2 separate regions of the Rattus norvegicus genome follow, and region 2 is linked to region 1. The links are chromatin contacts, called in public Hi-C maps. All regions are on one chromosome and are shown on one strand. The core of a region is the stretch at or near the end of the contact, and the rest is flanking DNA. Distances in the headings are between cores, read along the strand shown. Region 1 holds the start of Rasgef1a (RasGEF domain family, member 1A). Region 2 overlaps Rasgef1a (RasGEF domain family, member 1A).

Evidence for each region. Hi-C and Micro-C count contacts between places; a contact is called where the count stands out from the background.
Region 2: a Hi-C map of prefrontal cortex shows a contact between it and region 1, with 2.6 times the contacts expected there. The contact joins the enhancer-like site here to the promoter of Rasgef1a in region 1. A contact is called at or near these places in 2 of 12 Hi-C or Micro-C datasets (frontal cortex and prefrontal cortex).

Annotation. Positions count from the first base shown.
Region 1 is chr4:152,856,177-152,862,728 of GRCr8, forward strand. It overlaps Rasgef1a (RasGEF domain family, member 1A), which reads left to right and starts at 3,724. Exons shown (of 13, transcript XM_006237211.5): 1 at 3,724-3,857. It overlaps LOC134486839 (a long non-coding RNA gene), which reads right to left. Exons shown (of 2, transcript XR_010066262.1): 2 at 4,651-6,552.
Region 2 is chr4:152,915,188-152,921,739 of GRCr8, forward strand. All of the region lies in intron 1 of Rasgef1a (RasGEF domain family, member 1A), which reads left to right. Among named protein-coding and RNA genes, the nearest start is that of Rasgef1a, 59 kb to the left of the region's middle. Within about 2 kb of position 4,209, at least 17 of the 93 cell types and tissues checked have an H3K27ac peak or open chromatin away from gene starts, as enhancers often do.

The sequences.
Region 1 (6,552 bases), core at 2,474-4,973:
ATTCTATTACAAAATACTTGAAGCTAGGCAGTGCATACAGAACAGAGGGTTATTTAGCTCATACTCTGGAGACTGGACTGATTGATCTGGTCTGTATGATACATGATCTACTCATTGGCCGTGCAAACCATTCACGTGGAGAAAACATCAGTGAGCAAGAGAAATCAGATAGAAAGGCATGACATCAGAGACTGGGAAAAGTTCCGTAGTTTATCAACAACCCTTTCCTGAGAACCCATCAGTATTCGAGAGAAGCACCCCAAATAGTCGAATCACTCCCACAGGGTTCTGTAACCCCAGCCCCAGAGGATCTGATACTCTCTTCTGAACTTGCTGGGTATTGTGTCCACATGGTTCACAGCCATACGTTCAGAGAAACACTCATCAGACACGTACAATAGAAATAAACCTTTAAAAAATATATTTAAAACCTATAGACAGTATCTGAAAAAAGATATGGCCAGATGTTTGCATTGGAAAGGATTTCAATTATTTTATAATCATTAAAAATAGTTTTTTTAAAAATAAATTTACACAAATCAAAATGTGTTTTATTTTGTTTTGGTGTATGGGATCATGTGATCAGCACTGAAACAAGGAGGCAGCTACAGTTTGTCACCTAAAGGTTTCTGGCACGCTAGTCAAGCTTTTCCTTGCCACCAAGCCGGGAAACCAACGACCAGTCTTCATCGCTACTGTCTTCTCTTTTCTAGGACACCACGTAAGAAGAGTTGGGCAGATGAATCTGAGCTTGGCGTCTCCTGAGTAACGCAGCCAAGAACCAGTCAAGTTGTGTTCAATACGAGCTCTCTTCTCTTTCACTGTTGGGATGCATTCTGTTGTCAGCTGCACTGCCTGTCTTTAATCCATCTATCTGCTGTAGAATTTGGGGGTTGTTTCTGGTCCGCGGCCACAGTAGAAATTTTTAGAAAGCCCTTTTCAGGAACCGATAGAATACAAGATCTGATCCAGTTAACAATTTAGAAAGTTTAGACTTCTTTAGCCAGCCCCACCCAGTTGGTGTATGTGTGGATTAGTCATGCTTTGCAAGGGCATGCAGGGCATTTCCTAAAAATAGAATACATCCTAAGCTGTAAATAACATAAGAACAAGCCAGGCACGGTGGAGCATGCCTGTTAATCTCAGCACCTGGGCGCTGAGGCAGTTGGGATGAAAGTCCCCCCTCACCCTGGGCTGCATAGAGCCTGTGACCATAATACCAACTACTCTGAGAATTAGGGGATGGTCTGCTTGACCTCGGAGTTCTGGATCATCCACAGCAGCATAGCAAGATCCCTTATCTTAGAAAGAGATCGGCAGATTGGTGATGCAACTCAGTGATACAATGCTTGTTTACGGTGTGTGAGAGGCTCTGGGTTTAACACACATGCGTGCGCGCGCGCGCGCGCGCGCACGCACTCACACACACACACACACACACACACACACACACACACACACACCCTGGTGATCTGTCATTGAAGTGCTCCCCACAATTAACAGGGAAACCCACAGCTAGACAGTGTGTAGAGAGAGGGAGGCTTTGGGATCACTCCGTCCTAAATGGGATGTCTTCAAAGCATCCCATCTGCCACGGATCAGGGATCTACGCGGAAGGGGAGGCAGAAGGATTCTAAGAGCCGGAAGTGGTGGAGGACTCCAAGGAAACAGTCTTCAGAATGGAGCAGCAACCACAGGATGGACACCAGTGCCCACCAATGAGAAGGGCGAAAGGATGTACAGTCCTACCCCTAGCCAAGATTGTGTTTGCAATGGACACCTACTAGGAACAGAAAATCAGCTTTCTTCCGTGGAGTGCTGGATCACCCACACTCCAGGGCAGGCCTCATGCTCCGGAGCAGCTGGCTCCCTTTTTTTGGGGGGGGCTTTTTGTCTTGTTATTTTATTTGCTTGCTTCCCCCCCCCTTTTAGAAAGAGAATGTACACGAAGTAGGTAGGATAGGGAGGTGGGGGAGAATCTGCAAAGGGTTGTGGGAAGGGAACCATGATAAAAATATATTGCAAGAAAATTTTAAATAATAATAAAAAAACACAAGCTGAATGTGCATTAAAGATGGGGGAGAGGGGACAAAAAACAAAACGAGAAAGAAGCAAAGGGGAGAAATCTTTTCAGAATGCAAATTCAGGGGCAAATGCCTATTAACGTAGTCACTGAATTGCTGTATTCTTTTAAAGCATCTATTGGACACACATTTGCTTTTGTTTATATGTTATACTTCCAAATGTTTTAAAGTTCACAGCAAATGAACAAACAAATAGTGGGAATGATGGGAAGAGATATAAATTAAAATTAGCCATAGTGAAGGTGGGCCGTTTGGCATGTTATACTTCGAATTCTCCTCCTCCCCCACCTTCTCCTCATCTTCTCCTCCTCCCCCACCTTCTCCTCCTCTTCTTGTCCCTCCTCCTCACCATCACCATGACCACCACCATCAGAGAGCTAACTCCTATGAGGCTTACTCACCACCACTGAGCTATCTCTTCAGTCTTGATCTCCATTATGGTAATGTCTCACATTTTCCGTAAAATACTTTTTTAAAAAACTGAGGTCATGGCATTATTGTGTAAAACCCTCCTGCTCCTCGGTTCTGTGTTAAAAACACAATGGGTTAGTGGCGACCAGGTCAGCTGCTCGGTCACTTGGCACATCCTGGGCTCTCTTCTCCACCACACCCACTCTGGCCTCCTTGGATCCTGGACCCCAGGACTTTTGCATTTGGTCTTCCCTGGGCCTGCGCTCTTCTGAGTCAGCATGGCTTGACTCCGACAGGTCTTTGTTCAAACGCCCTTTCATCGAAAGACTCCCTGGACCACCCCAAATAGATCCTCCAACTTGACTGCAACCACATTTCCTATCTGGATTTTGTTGCTATTCTTTCTTCCGGGGATCAGTGGTACCCAATGCTTGAATGGTTCTCAGACACCCCCCAACCCCAACCCCCCCCCCCCGTCTAGTCTACTTGCTATGACAATGTCAACTTCAGTGAGGCAGGGGCCGTCACATTTGTATTCTGTGACCAGATCAATGATAACATCTAGCATATAGTAGCTGTTCCAGAAACTCGCTGAATGAGTGAAAGGGGTCTTCGGTCTCTTCAAGATGTGTGGGGCCCCTCGCGATCTTCCGTACAGACCCTGCAACCTGTGGGCTTGCTGTGTTCTTCTGCTTGTTTGGATCTGGCTGCCTGCCCTGGACATTCTGGATCTTAAGGCCATCTTCTCAGAAGGTTCCACTAGAAGCCAGAATGCTCAGATCTTTCTCGTGGTTCTGGACAAATGGGAGCCATAGAATCTCTGAAGGTGACTTTGGAGCCTTGACCTGTCACTCACCGGCTCTGAGATCACGCAGGTTCATTTCACCTTCCTAGCATCAGTTTTTTTCATCTGCCCAGAGGGAACCCAAAGCCTACCAATCCCGCAGGGTGACTGGAAGAAGGGAGCACTTTCCCTTGCCAGGTACCACTGATAAACATGTTCGCAGCTCTCCTAGAGTCGCCAAATGGGTTTTAATGAGGCAGCCACATCATCTTTGGGGCTGTTGGCTGCCATATCCATTTTCAGAGAAAGCCTGGCCCGCCCTCTCCCGCGGCACCTTCGCCCCGCACCCTCCTCTGCTCGCCCCGCGCCCTCCCGCTCGCTCCCCGCGCTCGTGCTCCCGGGCGCCGGCTGCGGAGGGAACTGCTCTGCCCGCAGCTGGCGCAGCGCGGGGGCGGCCGCGGGTGGGCGGGAGCCGCGGGCCGGGGCGCCGAGCATGAGCCGCCGGCGCCGGCCGCGCGCTGCTCGGGGCCGGGCTGCGGCGCGAGGGCGGCGCGGGAGCGACGCTGGCGCGGACCGAGGTAGGCAGCGGCAGCCCCGCGCGCCCCTCGGCTCCTCCGGCGGGCCGTCCCCTCGGGTCGTCAGCGCGGGCGGGCGTGGGTCCGGGGATGGGCGCCGGGTAGGGCGACGTGGAGCCCCGCGTGGAGTTCCTGGAACTCCGCCCCGGGCTGGACGGCGGGACCCCTGCGCCTCCTGCACCTGCGGCGCACGGGGCGGCCGGGACGAGCATGGTGGGAGCGCACCGGGTGGCAGGCGTGGGCACCACTGGCAAGTCCACTGCCCAGGGCCTGGCGTGGGGGAGGGGGCCGGGGATCCGAGGAGCTCAGGGCTGCGCAGTTGGAAGTTTCCATTTGCTCTTGTGCGTTCTGGGTCTAGGGTGGTATCTCACGCCTTTGCTCTTTGGCAAGGAATTGGGACATAAGCACTGCATTTGAAGGTAGAGAGCCAGGGGGCATGGTGAGGTGCGTCCCTCCTCTGTCCCGTGGGCCGGGGTCATTTGAAGGACCGTTTGGGAGTGCACACTTTTGACAGGTACAGCTGGCTAGCTGTAGTCAGAATAAGCCTGTGTGTGTGTGTGTGTGTGTGTGTGTGTGTGTGTGTGTGTGTGTGTGTGTGTGTGTGTCCCCGTCCATCCTGCGGCCTGCTGACTGGGGAGGGACTGTGCTGATGGGTCCCTGATCTCTCCATCTCTAGCTACCTCTGAGAGATGCAGCTAGTGGATATTGACGGAACCCGCCTCTCAGAAGCTGCCTGGGGGTTGAGACTTGAGGTGATCAGGTTCCCTCTTTTCCTATTCAGGACATCGAACCTCCATTTATGTTCACATCACCTGCTTTTATTAGCTGTATCCCACTGTAGGACAAGGGAAAGACTCAGATGGCCTCCTGCTCTGGGTTTAGATCGGCACTCAGGGGCCTTCATTTCCCAGGGCTCTCCCATTTTCTTCTTGATTTGGTCTTGTCCACTTCAGCCTCTGTGGGCAAGAACCTTCTCTGCTGGGGCTTGGGCTCTCCAGAGCAAAACAGCACCCCTTATCCTGGTGGAGAGTTGGGAGACTTGTGAGCCATGGGCGGGCTGCAGGCCCCTCCGAGACCTGGCTTCAACAGAATCATACCATGGTTCTTAACACTCCTGGGGATTTCCATGCTGGCCTTCATGTACCACTTTAGGGCCATAGTACCTTAGCCCAGGAAGGAGCTCCAGGGTAGGAGGACATCAGGGACTCCAAGTTGTGTGGTCTGGGGACAGAAAAGTGAGTTCCCTGCCTGGCCAGCATTTCTTTTTTCTTTTTTTCTTCTATGGCTTTGGACTGTAATGGTCCAGCAACCCTTTGGGTGGTCATCAGCTTGAAGTGTGTGTGTGTGTGTGTGTGTGTGTGTGTGTGTGTGTGTGTGTGTGTATGTGTGTGTTTTCCTGGGCCCATAGCCTCTGCTTCTGAGAAGAGAGTAACAGATTGCATGATAAGGTGTGGAAGCTGTGTTCTCTTGCTCGTGTCCCCTGGGCTTTGGGAGCCCAAGCAGATGTTCTCAGACAGGGGTGCCAGTGTCCTGGTCCAAAAACCATCCAGGAGTTTGCTGTTTTGTTTTGTTTTGTTTTTCTGAGGTGTGTCTTCCTGCTGCCAGTGGATAGCTGTCTTTTACCTGGCAAATCATAGCAATGGAACCGTTCATACAGAACACATCGGGTTTTGGTGTAACTTAGCAACTGCAGACAGAGGAGGAAGGAGAGGAGAGGGAGGAAGAGAGTCGAAAGAGGAGGGAAGATGCTGGGCCCTACAGAGGCCTCGTTGAGGGGTTAAAGTCTCTCCCCCAGTACACAGGTGAGGAGCAGGCTTGCCTACGTGGTTGCTGGGTCCTGGAGAGGCAAGTAGAATTTGGAATATGCTGGAGTGGTCTGTTTCTTCATCCAGTAGAACTACTTCAAAGGGGCCTGCGGTGAACAGCTTAGTTGGCTGAATTTACATGTAGTCACGTCTTCCCTCCTTGGTGAGGACCACTCCACACTGGCTTGGGGCTTTGGCTAGTGTTGTCCAGGCAGCCGACAGGGCCTTGGAACGGTCTTAGAACTGCTGTCTCCCAGAAGCTACATCACAAAATAGGTCGAGAGAGAATGCCATGCCAAGGCAGGGGGTGGTGAGCTCCTCCCTGCTATGGAGGGTCTCAGTAGACAGTGATGCCCATGTCTGCCTGGCTCTATGCCATAGGTGAGGCCCTGCTGGGAAGAGACCTGGTCAAGGCATCTCTGGACTCTGCCAGGTCTCTACCTTCTGCTCTCGGATGGGACTCCTCCCTCCCTCCTTCCTGCTTCTCCTTCTGAGGCCATCTGCTCCAGCTATGGTCTGCTCTGGCTGTTTTTCTCTCAGAGCTTCCAGAATCTGCCTTGTGTGATTTCCGCCCACTCCAGGCTGCCTCCCAGGTTTCTTTGCTCTAGCTTGCCCACTTCCCTCCTGCCTGTGAGTGTGCACTTAGCAAGGAAGTGATGTGCTGAGGAAGGGAGGAGGCAGGGGTACTGTGGGGCATCTTGAAGGTGATGACTCTGGGGGAATGGCCCTGGTACCCTGGCCCTTTGGGGTCCCCTTTGGGGACACATGAGCCATTTCACTTTGGTGATCTGCCTTTCTCACATCTTTCTGGCCTAGAGATTGGGGCTGTTGATCCATTTGAGAGTTAGACACAAGGGATTTCCTGGCCCAGTTCAGAGTGGGCAAGCTGTTAA
Region 2 (6,552 bases), core at 2,959-5,458, 59 kb after region 1:
GACACCTGCCGCCACTTGGACCTCACCCAAAGTGCAGCTGCTGCCTTCCTAGCTTCTGTTGACACCAGAGACTCCGAAGTAAAGCGCCACTTGAAAATCTTTGGGGGTGGGCGTGGGGGTGGGGGTGTTCGGCGGTGGGGTCGGGGTGCAGCAGAAGAAAGCAAAGGCTGCCCCGGACAGGGCACACTTGTAAAGAGCAGTGGCGATCCTGGAATTTTCCCCATCCCTGGGCTCAGAACCACTATTTACTCCATAAGTGCTTGGAGTGGGGGCGGTCTGTGATGGAGTGGTTGATCATGTGGGAGGTGTGTGCTTGTATGTGCGATGTGTGGGCGGGAGAGAGGACGTGTTTATATGTGGGAGGTTTAAGTGAGAGCCGTTAAGAGGAGGCAAGTGTGGGGGCAAGGCTGTGCCTGTGCATTCTCAAATGTCATGTGTTTAAAGAAAAGAGTGGCCGGTGTGGGGAAGGCTGAGAATTTCCCTAAAATTAACCCTGAGCCGGAGCCATCCCTGTACCTTCCTAGCTGTTTCGTAGAAGCCTTTTTTGAGCCACGGTGGGCAGTGCGATTCAGGAGCAGTACACAGACCTGCCTAGACCAGGCCAGTGCAGAGCAGTGATGTGGAAGGGTGGAGAGGGAGGGCCAACACGGATGGGCTGAAGATGCAGGATACCCAACACACATTTATTAAGCACCTGCTGTGCACTGTCACTGTGGTTTGCAGGGAACTAACCAGGCCACAGTTCACACCCTCGTGGAGCTCAGAAAGTCATCTGGGTTTCAGAAAGTCATTGGTTCTTAACCCGTCGGTTTAACCCTTGGGTTAAAGCCCCTCTCACAGGGGCTGCCTCTCAGATAGCCTGCATATCAGATATTTACATTACAATTCGTTACAGTAGCAAAATTATAGTTATGAAGTACCAACAAAATAAGTTTTATTGTTGGGGACTCAGAGCACAGCAGGAGGAACCATATTAGAGGGTCGCAGCATTAGGAAGGTTAAGAACCCCCGCAGTGATATACGTGGCATGTTACATTAAGGACTGAAGATGAACATGGAGGAGTAGCCCACAACAGGAGTGCATCAGGAAGGATGCTTCTGGGTGTTCTGCAGAGGCAAAACAATGCTCAACTTCATTGGCTCACGGCACAGGTGCTGTTTCCTCTGCTAATACCCGTCCCCGGTCACCTCTGCTGTGCTGCCCACTTCTTGTAGAGGAACAGGTTGGCAGGGTCATAGACAGGGAGGGGCCCTGTATTGACATCTCAGTGCTCCAGCTCAGTGAGACACATCATTCTAACCACCAGGGGGCTACATGACCTGCCCCGGTCTCCCTAGGGATGTGTGGCACACTCGTGTCCAGTGAGCTGACTACCAGTGTGGGGAGGTGTTTGTGCCTTTGGCAGGGTGGCCAGAGGAGGCCACAGAGATGTTCTGTGGGTATAAGGACCCTACTGGGGAAGAGTGAGGGAGAGCTAAGTGGATGGGAACATTTAAGGAATGTCACCTGTGTGGGAGGTTGGGCTTTTGGGAGCACCTGAGACTGTCATGGCAGGCTATTGTCCCTAGGGTCTTGGGAGGGATGACTATGCCTGGGGCCTTCAGGCCATCATTGGATGCTTCACGGGGAGGGTCAAGGATAGTGCTGGCCAGGACAGGGCCAATCAGGGAACATAATCAGGGAGCTCGGATTCTAGCAACAGAGACAATAGAAGATGAGAGGGAGGTGATTTGGTGTGTTTCGATGGCACAGCAGAGGCCTTGCAGCTGATAGGTCCATGGGCATTGAGGGTCGGTCTAGGGTGGAGGCATCATTAGCCCCTGCAGAGACCACGGAGTCTGTAGTCTGCAAGGGTGGTGTGAAATGCAGCTGGGGGCTGTGCAGTCTACTGTACGGAAGTCTGATGGGTTTACTCCATCCTGGTGCCCCTCAGCTGGGCTGCCTGCCCCTGTCTGCTGGCCCAAGTCTTTGCTCAAGCCCCTTGATCTTTTTCTCTGTGCTCCTGAGCGGAGGCAGCTGAGGAATCTAGCCTCTGGCAGTGGTGGCCCTTGGGTGCCTAGGGCTGGAAGACAGTGGACACAGCACCCCTGTCAGTTGTATCCGTGAGTGCTGAAGCCCAGGACGCAAAGCAACCTGTGGCAGTCGTCATCCTGGGCTTGCCTCACTGTCGGGAGTACTGACCCATTTCCCGAAGTCTGCCATCAGCCCTGTGGTACCTGCAGCTCTCCGTTCTCACCCCAGTCCCACACTCATTGCCGAGTTGCTCACAGGGAATGGATTTACAGTTTCATCACGGCTTTCCTGTACCCAGCTGAGCCATCGACAGTTTCTGCCGAGCCTATCGATGTGTTGACTTATGCACTTTGTCCCCATGTTCCTGGAATAAATCTGGCTAGGCCAGGCTCTACTGTGTTGTAAAGGGTTACCGAGTTTGCTTCGTGGATGTGATGCTGTTTCCTGGTGTATTTTCCAGCTATAGGTGTCTCGCACTTCCATTCCTCAGATGCTGGTCTCCTCTGGAGCTCTTGGCCTCATAGGATGAGCAGGAAAGCTTTTCTGAAGGAGCGTATGGCTGAAGTAATTTGTTTGTCTGTTTGTTTAGTTAGTTTTTGTTTTGGAGGTAGGCATAGCATCTCTTCTTTTAGCTCTGGCTGTTCTGGGTTTACTATGGAACCCAGGCTGACCTTCAACTCATAGAGATCTGCCTTCAGAGCAGTGGGATCAAAGGCATACACCACCTGTCTGGCTTTGAGTGGTTTAAGTATGGTACAAAATTCTCTGATTCTCGAAGGCATAAAATAATTCATTTTAGGAGCCCTCTTGGCCTGCTTTTGTGTCCTCCCAAGCTTCAGGTGGCCGCCAACTTCCTTAATGTGCGTTGTGCTTACTGGTCTACTCAAGTTCTAAACACGGTTAGTCTGTTCTGATTATTTGTATTTTTGAGGAAGATGCCAGTTCAAAGGGCTTCCAGATCATGTAAAACTTTCCAGAGTAGAGGTTCGTAAAAAGCTTCCCCCTCATTTTACGTTCCTTTTGTTGCTTAGATGGATGGTCTTTCTCTCCCTGTCTCTGACTCTCAGTGGAAACCAGGGCCTTGTACATGTTAGGCCTGTACTGACCACTGAGCCATGCTTCCACCCCAGTCCCGGGAAAGTTGGTTTGTTTGGTGTTTTTGTGACTTAAGTCTCACTGTGTGGCCCAGGCTGACCTGGAACTTCTGATCCTCCTGCCTCAGTCTCCCAAGTGCTGGAATTAAAGATGTGAACCGCTGTGCCCCATTGCAAGATGTTAACTTTTTAGTTGTGTTTCTAAGAGGCAGCTCTTGAATTTAAGGAGTTCTTCTGCCTCCACTAAATCTATTTACCTCCCGGCAAGTCCTTCCCCTGTTTCCACTGCCATAATTTTGTTTTATTCAGAACTTTTGTGAGGGCTACCCTCCTCCACCTGGTTTGGTCTCTCAAGATCTAGCTACTCTCTTCAGCTTTCACCCCAGGCTGCCCCAACCTTCCCAAGAGTCCTCTACTGTTGGCTATGTGAGGGATCCCTGAGGATGGTGTCTCCACTCAAAGGTCTTAAACACCCTGAGAATCACCTATCGGCTGTAAGTCCTGGGATGATGGCTTCAGTCCCTTGGACATTTGTAGTTTTTCCTGGAAGACAAGATGTAGGAACGTGAGTTGCCCTAGGGAAGGACAGGGGTGGCCATGTCACTGGCCCTGGATGAACCTCCAGGGCCTGGGCACACAGGAATGCTGCCCTGTATGCAGCATGGGGAGACTTGGCCGTGTGTCCTGTCCTGCCTCCGAGTCTGCAGCCACTGGACAAGGGCCCAGCAGAGAGGTGGGCACCCCTCCACCACCCTTCCCACTCACTGACTCACAGAAGGCTCCCTGTTTCAAGCCATATGGGTCTCAGGGATGTGTCTCTGGACATCTGCCAAGATGAAAATCCAAGCAAGTGGAATGATTTGTTTTTAAACACAAAGAAGAAAAAAAATCTTTGCTCGGTCTAATTAAGTGTCATTTAAATTAAAAGGACCCCCGTTCCTTGTCTAAATTCAGCATCCACAGGCAGCCATGGAGGGTGGCTGACAGCTCTGAGAAGTGCCTGCCTTCCTCCTCCCTCCCATCCATCCTTCTGGTCTACCCTCCTTAGGGCCCTCGCCTCTGACCCCACCAGCTTGTTGCCTCTGTCATGCCATGAGCCTTGCGCAGGGCTATGGCTGGGGCCAAGCTGTCAGTAGTGTGCTCAGGTCTCTTCCTGTTGGATCCGGGCAAGAGTCCTGGCTGCAGCACTAGGCTCTGACTGGCAACAGAGCCTCCTATTCCAGTGTTCTTCGGGGACACTGTTTGGGAAAGAGGACCCCACGAGGGTGGCTTCCCACGGCACTTCTCCTCCCTCCTCCATAGCTCCCTGGAAAACTCCTAGGAAGAGGATGGCCGTTTGCTAAGATTCCCTATTTGCCTGTTGTCCATGTCTGTGGCCAGCTGGGCTCCAGAAATACGAGATCCAGAAGCCAAACTGCACGCAAGGGAGGCGGTTAATTCCTACAGAGTCAGCATCAGAGGAGATGACAGCATAGGCCAAGAGCTGCAACTTTCCAAGCCCCGGGTTGGTGGGAGGCAAGCTTGCAGCTACCCCGCTGCTGGGAAAGGCCAGGGATTCTCTGAAATCCTACCTGCTCCCAGCCCACGGCTCTCGGACTTTGAGAATGGGGTAGTTATTGGTGGACAATGACATACTGTCCCCCGAGCAGCCACCAGAAGAAGCTGCTGGACAAGAAGGAGCAGTGAGGGAGGGAAGAGGATGGGGAATGCTCAGACGTAGCAGGATCTGTAGCTAGGAGTGTGGAGATGGCAGCATTCCTCCGTTAATTCATAGTAAATATGGTAATAGAGAGGATTTCAGAAGGAAAACACGAGCCATGCGCCTGCAACAAAGCTTCAATTATCCGTGTTGTGCTCAGGCCCTGCCTTTGTGGAGAAGTACCAGAGGAGGTGCTGTGGCTGGCTCTCTGGTTCCCATGGCAGCCGCCTCCTTGTGGGATCCCAGCCCGCTACCCTATGCCAGGCCCTGGCCCATTCTAAGAGCAAGGCAAACTCGATCCTTCTTTAAGAGAAGATACGTGTGTGTGTGTGTGTGTGTGTGTGTGTGTGTGTGTGTGTGTGTGTGTATGTGGTGTGTGTGTATGTGGTGTTGTGTTTGTGTGTGTGCGTACATGTGTGTGTATGTGTGTGTGCATATGTGTGTGTGTGTGGTATGTGTGGGTTGTGTGTGTATGTGGTGTGCGTGTGCGTGGTGTGGTGTTTGTGTTTGTGTGTGTGTGGTGTGGTGTTTGTGTGTGTCTATGTGGTGTGTGTGTATGTGGTGTATGTGTGCATGTGTGTGTGAATGTGTGAGTGTCTGTGTGTGTGTGTATGTGTGACACGTGCCACAGCATGGATCACAGATAACAGCAAGGGTCCTCTATTTCCACCATGTGGGTTCTGGTGCTCAAACTCAGGTAGACCTTTGGTCTTGGTACAAGTGCCTTTACGTAGGAGCCATCTTACCAGCCCCAAATGTGGCCTTCCTTTATGGCATTGTAACTATGGCTTCTTGAGGTTAACCTTATGTGGGAGTTAATGTGTGACCCATTGACCTCCAGCTATCTCATGGCCACTGGGCTTGGTGTTCCCATAGCTCAGCCACTGGATTAGGGGCCAGTACTCCCAAGAACTTGCTTGCTGTAGAAAGCACAGGAGGGTGACAACTAGAGTGGCCTCTGAGCAGAAGGAAGCTTGCTATTTCTACACCCCTAATAAAAAGACAGGAGGCAAGTGGTCACCCTGGGCCACAGCCGCTCTGAGCCTCCATGCCTGAGATAGGACTGAATAGCAGGCCAAAGGAATCCATCTGCCAGGAGTCAGAGGCAGCCTCTGTCTTTCCCTCTGTGCCATGGGCCAACTGGCTGCCTTACAAGGTGTTAACAGGGGGCCCAGAGGCCTGGCCGGGGAAAGGCCAGTACCAGCTCCCAGTCTCTGTCCTGCCCTTGTCAAAGCAGCCAGGTGCATCCCAAGCCTCGAGCCTTGAAGCTTCACTTTGCTGTCATGTGTTACGGGGAGAGGTGCTTCATCTCAACAGAATGATGTAGTTGCTTTCTGGCCAGCTCAGGCCTAGGCTATGCTTGTGGCTGGACCTTGCCTACCGGCTGTGTGTGGATCCAGAGGATGGGATCACAACAGGAGCTCAAGGGAGGAGCTCGAGAGATGTCTCCGCTTAGCCTGGAAGGCCATTTATCTGATCGTGTAGAGGACCTGGGTTTGAGGGAGTCTGGATAGAGCCTGTGCTGACTCTCAGACAGTAGCTTACCTGTAGCTCAGGTCATGGGCCAAACCCCCGGGGGGGGGGACTGGGCCATGGGCTCCCCAAGTATCTCCTGCTTCAAGTGGATATGGGAAATGAGAACTGCAGATAGAAGGGCAGGGGGATTGATGCTAAAGTTTTTGTTAGCATAGGGCAGAAGAGAGCCTGTTAACTGCATGGAAGCCTTGTTTTTCCTCAGCAGATTC